3 separate regions of the Zea mays genome follow, and regions 1 and 3 are each linked to region 2. Evidence: chromatin contacts called from public Hi-C data. All regions are on one chromosome and are shown on one strand. Each heading gives the region's core, a stretch centred on a gene start, on an enhancer-like site or on the middle of the called end of the contact. The rest is flanking DNA. Distances are from core to core; before and after follow the strand shown.

Region 1 (2,847 bases), core at 272-2,771, 420 kb before region 2:
TTGCAGTCTTTGACTATCCTCATGACATCATACAGGAGGCCCTTATGGTCGCCACACTGAATCTGAATAAGAGTGTGGGCAGGGCTAAGCGAGTTGTCCATCGTCACGGAGATGATGGTACCACCACCACCACCCCTTGTGCCGATCGGTTGCTCCTCCACGCGATCAGCTGTGCTAAACATCTGTGCTATAACAGCAGGCGTCAGCGAAGCCCAGGCCCAGGACTGGAGGCAGCAAGACACCATGTCTTCGCCAGCAGGATCTATTTCGCAACATGTCAAGGAGTCGCCTAAGACGCTCTCGAGTCTGTCCTGGGTTTCTTCTCTCCTGCTCTTTGTGTGCAGAAGCCCCCTGAAACCGTTCCAGAATATTTAGTTTTCATCGTATCACAGAATAAGACAATTCTTGGTATCCGAGACAAGATGGTCGATGAAGAAATAAAAAGCTACAAGTTTTCATCCTATCACAGAATATTAGTCTTGGAATTTAGCGAGAGAGAGAAAAAAAAATATTCTCCGAAAAGGATGTGTTTTGAGCTAAACCGACCTGGCATCTGTGATGAAGAAAAGGTCCAGCACACTCCCATCAGGCGTGGTAGAGACCTTCACCCTCCGGATCGTGAGCTCTAGCTCACACAAAACGCGTGTCACATCTGTGGAACACCGAATTCCCACGAAAAGATCCAAAATTAGACCCTTTTTTTCTTCAGTAGCAGATGTGCTTGCTTGGCTTACATTAAAAATTCAAATTTGCTGGACGGATATGAAGTAGTTACTGAACCTAGCACTTGGCATAGAACAGAGCAACAGCCGGAGGTGGATTCAGAGGCGTTACCGTGCAAGAGTCCCATCCGGTCGAAGCAGCATAGCTTGAGCAGGAAGAGCTGTGGCGCGGGAGGCGGAACGTCCTGCAGGCCAGCCGCCGCCGCGAGGTACGCGTCGTGGGACCCGAAGCCGAATGGCGGCGCGACGGGGCAGAGCTGAAGCAACCGGTCCTTGAGGAGGTCCCACGGCACGGCCACGGGCCGCCGCCCGCGCGGCAACAGCCAGAACACGATGTAGCACCAGCGGCCGTCGGTGCTCATGTCTCCCTTGACGACGCTGAGGCCGAAGAGGAGGACGGCCCGGCACAGGTCGCAGCCCAGTCCTGTCTTGTCGGGGCAGCTCACGGTGACGACGGTGGGCTCGCCGGCGGCGTCGGCGTGCCGGATTTGCACCACGTCGTCGCCGTCGCTGGGTATCCCCATCAGCTGCGATGGCGGTGTCAGTCTCAGAAGCAGCAGCAAGCGGTGGCAGATTCGCGGAATCCACGGCCGTGCCGCCGATGCGCTTTGCAAGCGGCTGCTCTAGACTGGGAGGACGGGATCCTCCTCCTCTTCCTGCTCGGTTGCCGCGGCCGCGGGGACAGACAGCGGAGGCTGCGCTGGAGGTGCACGGAATCTTTGTGGATGGATTCGCTGGTCTAAAGCGAGATCCCTCCTTGCTCATCTTCTCACTCATCTTCCTGGGGGAGAAAAGAAAACGAAAGTGATGTGCTTGTTGTGGACAAGTCAGCAACCCGCATACGAGGCAGCCCAACATTGGTTGGTCGGTGCAAAACGCAGAAACGAGGGAACAGGGAAGTGAAAAAACTACCGGATTGCAAACCACTGGAATAGAAAAAAAATGGATTGTTTGGACCGCAGAAAAGAAAATTGAATCTGTAAATATTATGTCCTATAAACAAAGTGGCTATTGGCCGTTGCTTGCTTCTTCTCGTCACTAAATAGTTGCACCCCTCCTATCCTGAATACAGAAAAAAAAGTAGTACCACACAACAAGACAAGTATGCATGTGATCATTCTTAAACCTTGGAGAGTTGCACATCTCTCGTCCTAGTGCTGGCAACTTTATTTTAGTGGTACGAGGCGTTTTTTTTTTCTTTCTATGGCTCTAAATTATCATCGCCGACGATCACAAGATGAAGATGAATACATTTTCTCATCCACCTAACACCGGAAGAAGGTAGCTCATCCATATCATCGAAAATGAAGCAATACACAATTCTATAAGAGCAGTAGCATTAATTTAACTGTAATATAGGCTAAAAGATGATGTGGCAAGCAATTAAATGAAGAAAGAGTAAGAAATCAGGTCTTACATAAGACTTGGTTTTAACACGATATCCAAGACACAATGAGAGAGATGAGTATTAAATTAAGTTAAATAATATTGATGTTTGCGTTGAAGAGGTAGTGTCTAGTAGTAGTTTCTAGATGACGTGGAGGCTATAGAAACTATAAGTAAGCCATGTTTGTTTCAGCCTTTTTTAGCTTCTGACCACCAGAAGTTGCTGCGGACTGCCAAACACTCAGCTTTTCAGCTCGCTTTTATAAGAATTGATTTAATAAAAACCATCCAAAATCAACATGAATACAGAATCGGCCGAGTCGTTGCAATAGTAGGAATCCGTCTCTTTCTAGATCCTGAACCCTTAGAAAAGCTGGTCAGAAAAAGCTAGATTCTTAGAAAAACTGGATTCCTCCATATGTAATGTCCACGATACTCAGATTCTTCTCACAACAAGATTGCCTCCACAACCAGATTCTTAGAAAAGTTGGTCAGGAAAAAGCTGAAGCAAACAGGCCCGTAGAGTCTTGGGTTGGGCTGCTCTAAGGAATGGGGGCACATTTACTTCTGAAACTCTAACAGGGCATCAGGTCGAGTGCAAAAGATGTTTCCATGTGGAAAAAGAGATTTACCAAACTCTTGCTCAAAGATTGTGTGAAAATAAACTCCTATGGTTTGGATTGATGATGGGTGATTGTCAACGGATAGCGTCTCGAGTTGAGTCATATACTAACCCAGA
Region 2 (2,700 bases), core at 27-2,526:
TCGTTCACGAATCCTAAGGCAAGATGAAAGAACATAAGTGAAAGGGACAAGGATACAATATGAACACCTTTAAAAAGTTCCCTTTGAAATGTATGTGATCAATCCGGAGGCACTAATGCTTGTGGGTCTGAAACAGTAAAGGGGTGTTTGGTTTGTAGGGACTAATTTTTAGTCCCTCCATTTTATACTATTTTAATCCCTAAATTGCCATATACAGAAACTAAAATAGAGTTTTAGTTTCCGTATTTTACAATTTATGAACTAAAATGGAATAAAATGGAGGGACTAAAAATTAGTCCCTAGAAACCAAACACCCCCTAAGTGCAGTTTACATCGGTGACAACACAAGTATGGAAATTCGTTATAGATGTTAGCCCCTATAACAATTGCAATAAGACAATTTGAATCTCGTCCAATCGGCAAATAGGCATAGTTTGCATAGTCATCCTTTCAAGGAGTAACATTAGTATTGATTATGCTAAGTAATCAAATCACCATGCTACCTTGGCGTGTTCAGAATTATCTGTCCTGAGCATCACATTCAGAAATCAGGTTATATTATATATGAGCTGCTGAATGTTTCAGAACGACGTGACAAGCATGAACAGCGACGCAACAACAGATTACCTCAAAATGAGGGAATTTTTCAATTATTTTCTCAGCAAAATGAGGAAATCTTGAATTGCAGTGGCAGAAGAGAGGAGGGCAGGAAAGGTGTGGCGGACGGACCTGCAGGCGAGCATGAGATCGGCGCGCTGGTTGGGGGCAACGTACTTGTAGAGGGCGAGGGCGTCGAGGACGAGGTCGAGGAAGAGGTCCCTTGGGAGGAGGACGGTGGTCCGGCGCTTGTATAGCTCGAACTGGAACTGGCGGGGGCTTGCGGTCGGGGTGGCTTCGGCGACCTCGTACCTTTGTACCCGGGCGGAGGTGGCCGTGTCGCCGTGGCCCTGGTGGTCACCCCGGATGACATCAAACACCCTGCGGCTGATCTATACAAGAGAAAAGGAGGGAGCGGAGGACCGAATCAGACAAAAACACACGAAACATCGGAGGTCCGGTGGGATCGACATCGAAGATGTAGAGGCGGACGGACGGACCTCGAAGGCGTGGCGTGGCTTGCATCCCATGAGCTGGAGGGTGCTATGGAGGAGGGAGCGCGTGTATCGGAAGGAGGAGGCGTTCTCGTCAACCACCACAATGTACAGCAGCTTCGCCGACGCCATGGGCGCCGTGGCTGGAGGTCGCCGGCAGAAGGGAAGGTGGCGGTCCGCTCCGGTGGCTCTCCTTTCCCTTGCGTCGTCTGGTTCCTCCGGTCTTGTTCTGGTTCTGGTTCTTATTCGGTGGGTCAGCTCGGATAGTCGTGGCTCCTCGGTTTGGGCTTTTCCCGTGCCCTTTCACCTGCCGGGCCTGACACGACACGGCGGCTTACATCTTCTACCACAATTTGAATTTCGCCTCACCTCATTCTTAATAAATAACTAGCCCCCTCATTCTTAATAAATAACTAGCTCCGTGATTTTACTACGGTTTTTATATATCATATAAATAGATATTAAAATATTTATTCAAATATAATTATTATTTATTTGTAAACATTAAGTTACATATAGTTTTGTGGTTAGCCACAAATTTCTAGAGTAGGGAATGTGTGTTCAAATGCTCGTTTTGCACTATTTTTATATAAATATTGTTTATTTCCAAACACTAAGGTACGTGTGGTCTGATGATGGCTGCGCGAGCAGTAGTTGAGAGAATGCTAAGCGTGGAGCTAACATGGCACGACGCCGAGGCGAAGGCGCGTGGGACAGACACAGTGTGTCAGCGCGAGGTGAAGCCGTGGTAGCACCAGGTAACTACTTTTCGTTCTTAATAGTAGTAGAAATAATAATAAAGCCTAAGACGTTTTGAGTGTTTTAATAATTTTATTATACATTTACATATAATATTGAAGTGGTTGGTTTAGAGAATTATTCCGTTCTAGATGATGTCATATTATGAGTCTATCACTGAATTTAGTGAAATAACTTTATTTCTCATACACTACTATTAATTATTATCTTATGAGAAATAGGTGATGATATATGAACTCATTCTATTTTATAAACTAAATAAAAATTAGAGTGAGATGATGACAGACTATCTCATTTTACAAAACAAACACATTCTACGTTTAGATATGTGGTAAGAGCAATATATCCAGAATAATTAAAATATTTTATAATTTAGAATAAAGATTGCAGTAAATATATGCACTCATTACACCGACTGCAGCATGAGATATATTTTATTGTGGGGTTCTTGCGAAAATAAGCAAGCATTTTTTATCAGATTTATTTAATTGAGCTTAGCCTAACCTTATAAATCAAATAAACTTTTAGACCCATAATAAAAGTGATTACAACAATAACGAGGTAATCTGGTAAGGAAAATTGATATTGTGATGGTTTAACTGTAATAGATGGTTATTGCAGATGGACCCTCTCGTGATTCTTATCCACCAAATCAGCCCTTAAAAAAGAGAAAGACATGCCACACACTAAAACGTCCTAAATGGGATCAGGCCGCCATATCCATAACATAAGTTCTGTGATATTGATGAAAGTTTTGTTAGATAATTATACGCTTTAAAGTTAAATTAATTTCTAAAGCAACTACTAAATGAAATAGTGATGGATCACTTATGACAAAAAAAACATCATA
Region 3 (2,700 bases), core at 99-2,598, 350 kb before region 2:
CAAACATCTAGGACAGCGAGACGAAGGTGGAGGTGGATGGCAAGCGTAGCAGCCGGGCAAACGATCGGAGGATCAGGACCCATCAGTAGTCGTCGTCGCCGCCATAGTCGTCGTTGCCGCCATAGTCGTCGTAGCCACCCCCGTAGCCGCCGCCGCCGCCGCCGTACGACTCCTCCCTCTCCAGGTTGTCCTCCACCCGCTCCGACACGCGCTCCTCGAACTTGTCCTCCAGGTAGCTCGCCCCGCCGGCCAGCGCCAGCCCTCCGAGCACGCCCGCCGCCGCGCCCACTGCCAGCCCCGTCCCCATCCCCATCTTGTTCTTCTTCTTCCCGTCGGAAGCAACGGCGCCGGTTCCGTACGCGGCGGTGGCGGCGACAGGAGGAGCGCCGTATGCAGCGGCAGGAGGAGCGCCGTACGCTGCCGCTGGCTGAGGCGGCGGCGCGGCGCCGTAGGTGGAAGGGTACCCCGCCGGGGGCGCTGCGGTGTAGGGCTGCGCGGCGCCGTAGGCGCCGCCACCGTAGGCGCCACCACCGGAACCGTATCCGCCTCCGGAGCCGTAGTAGCCGCCGGCAGCAGCAGCGGACGAGCCGTAGGGGTCACGGGTGCCGCCGCCCGTGTTGGCGTAGGCCGCGGGGGCCGGGTAGGGGTTGGGGTCGTAGTACCTGGACGGCTCCTTGACGGCGACGCGGACGTCGAGGCGGCCGTGGGGGCGGCCCGAGGGGCGCTTGAGGCGGAGGCTGCGCGAGGCCTTGCCCCCGACCCCGGCGTCGTCGAGGACGTCGCGGAGCGGGAGGCGCGCGGAGCCGACGAGCGGCTTGACGCCCTGGGCGGCGTTGGCGTGGACGACGTCGACGTAGAGGACGGCGTCGTCGAGGCGGGAGGTGGGCGGGAGCGGGACGAGCAGCTTCTCGTCCCACGCCGGGCTCTCGCCGTTGTCGAGGTCGACGCGGGTCGAGCACTTGCTGCCGGAGTCGATCCACACCACGGCGTAGGGCTTGAGGTCGCCGTTGCGCCAGTTGACGTTCTTGAGGTCCCGGGCGGAGCCGACGGTGACCTCCACCTCGTAGCGGGAACCCATCGCTGGTGTCCGCGAGAGGATCGGGGGAAAGCTTTTCTTTGATTCTGTGGTGACTCCACTCCACGAACTGGAGCAACACCGGGAGGTAGGCGGCCGGTATAAATACGGACTTGACGTGCGAATGTTAGCACGCACGCGGGGTCCGGGAAAACGACGCCGGGCACGGGCTGCCTGCCCTGTGGGCTGTGGCGGCTCGGCTGGGGGGCGGTGCCAGTGGGGAAGGTGGAGACGACGGGACCTTCCCCTCCAGTCTCCACGCGGCTTCCAAACCTGTGCCTACTGTGTGCGCGTGTGCCACTTGCCAGGGGAAGATGCTCGCCTCCCTCCCAGAGTCCCAGGTCTGCGGTCTGCACCACCACCGGTGGCTTCGCTTCTGGCTTCAATGCGGGCCCACCTCACCCACCCAACCACCCCAAGCGAAACGGAACGGCTACCACGGCCGTGTCCTTGCTCGTCGTCTTCCCTCTTGGATTAGCAATGCCTGCGGTCTTTTCCTGGTCTGCGGTGCTGTTTCAATTCGCTGTCTCGTTTGCTTGGCTATTAAGGAATGACGACATTGCCCCCCGTTAGGTGCACGCAGGCTCGGTCTACCGTGCATTCTTTTCTTTCCTTCCACGGTAGTCTAACGTTGATTATTATTCATCCAACACTGGGCTACGTATGTACATGGACTGCATCACCAATATTTTAGCTACGCTGTGCTGACCAGTTCACGCACCCGGCCTACCCGAGCAACTTGCGGCCCGAGTTTAAACCTTCATTTGAATTTCTGCGCCAGAAGTTGACACTTAATTTGTTGTGATTATATACTGCTTCCGTTTTCGAGTATTTATCGTCCATTAATTTATTTTTAAACTTAGCATGTAATAATTTAGAATAAAGAAACGCCATGCAGCCGAAGATGAAATGGCACTGCGGTGAACAAAAATAGTTCTTCTAAAAACGGGTTCCATAGCACCGTGAAAGAATTCTATCTCTATGATATTAAGAACCTAACGTGGTTAACTAGTACTACCATCGTTTCACCTTTGGCACTAACACTCTAGACCTGCCGCATGCGCCCCGCCTCGACGTCGTGCGCTGTGTGGACACGACGTCTAGCGCCCGTGCAGCGCTCTCTTAGCTACTGCCTTATGGACACCATCGCTCCCCTGTTTCAAAAATTTAGGCTAACCATCATACCACACATAACTTAGTGTTTATAAAACAATAATTATATTTAAATAAATATTTCACTACATATTTATATGATATATAACAACTATAGCATAGCACGAGTAACTGACTATTAGTAAATATATTACGAGTGCTTAATTTTTTTTAAATTTCCATGTAAGCCTTCCGACTAAAAAGCAGTTATTTAGATTTTGAGTCTGATGTCACGCTCAAGTATAGATTATTTTTTTTAGATTTCCATGTAAGCCTTCCGACTAAAAAACAGTTATTTGGATTTTGAGTCTGATGTCACGCTCAAGTATAGATCACAGAAGTTCAAAGCCCGCCACCACACATGTAGATGTCTATGACTCTATGTAGTTGTGGCAATATGAATGGATAAAATTTATATTTGATGCTAAAATATATTTCTTCTAGATTTGGCACTAAAACTTAAAATCTTTCCT

The links. A called contact is a pair of places that touch in the nucleus more often than the background predicts.
Region 1: a Hi-C map of leaf shows a contact between it and region 2, with 6 times the contacts expected there. The contact joins the promoter of LOC100283831 here to the promoter of LOC100191504 in region 2. A contact is called at or near these places in 2 of 25 Hi-C or Micro-C datasets (ear and leaf).
Region 3: a Hi-C map of tassel shows a contact between it and region 2, with 2.0 times the contacts expected there. The contact joins the promoter of LOC100274244 here to the promoter of LOC100191504 in region 2. A contact is called at or near these places in 2 of 25 Hi-C or Micro-C datasets (ear and tassel).

What each region holds. Positions count from the first base shown.
Region 1 is chr2:169,184,472-169,187,318 of Zm-B73-REFERENCE-NAM-5.0, reverse strand. It overlaps LOC100283831, which reads right to left and starts at 1,521. Exons shown (of 5, transcript NM_001156729.2): 1 at 835-1,521; 2 at 547-652; 3 at 1-351. The coding sequence starts at 1,246.
Region 2 is chr2:168,768,432-168,771,131 of Zm-B73-REFERENCE-NAM-5.0, reverse strand. It overlaps LOC100191504 (P-loop NTPase domain-containing protein LPA1 homolog 1), which reads right to left and starts at 1,276. Exons shown (of 7, transcript NM_001136936.1): 1 at 1,098-1,276; 2 at 730-989; 3 at 1-13. The coding sequence starts at 1,223.
Region 3 is chr2:169,113,875-169,116,574 of Zm-B73-REFERENCE-NAM-5.0, reverse strand. LOC100274244 (Calcium-dependent lipid-binding (CaLB domain) family protein) reads right to left here and starts at 1,348. Exons shown (of 1, transcript NM_001148612.1): 1 at 1-1,348. The coding sequence starts at 1,078. The coding sequence ends at 83.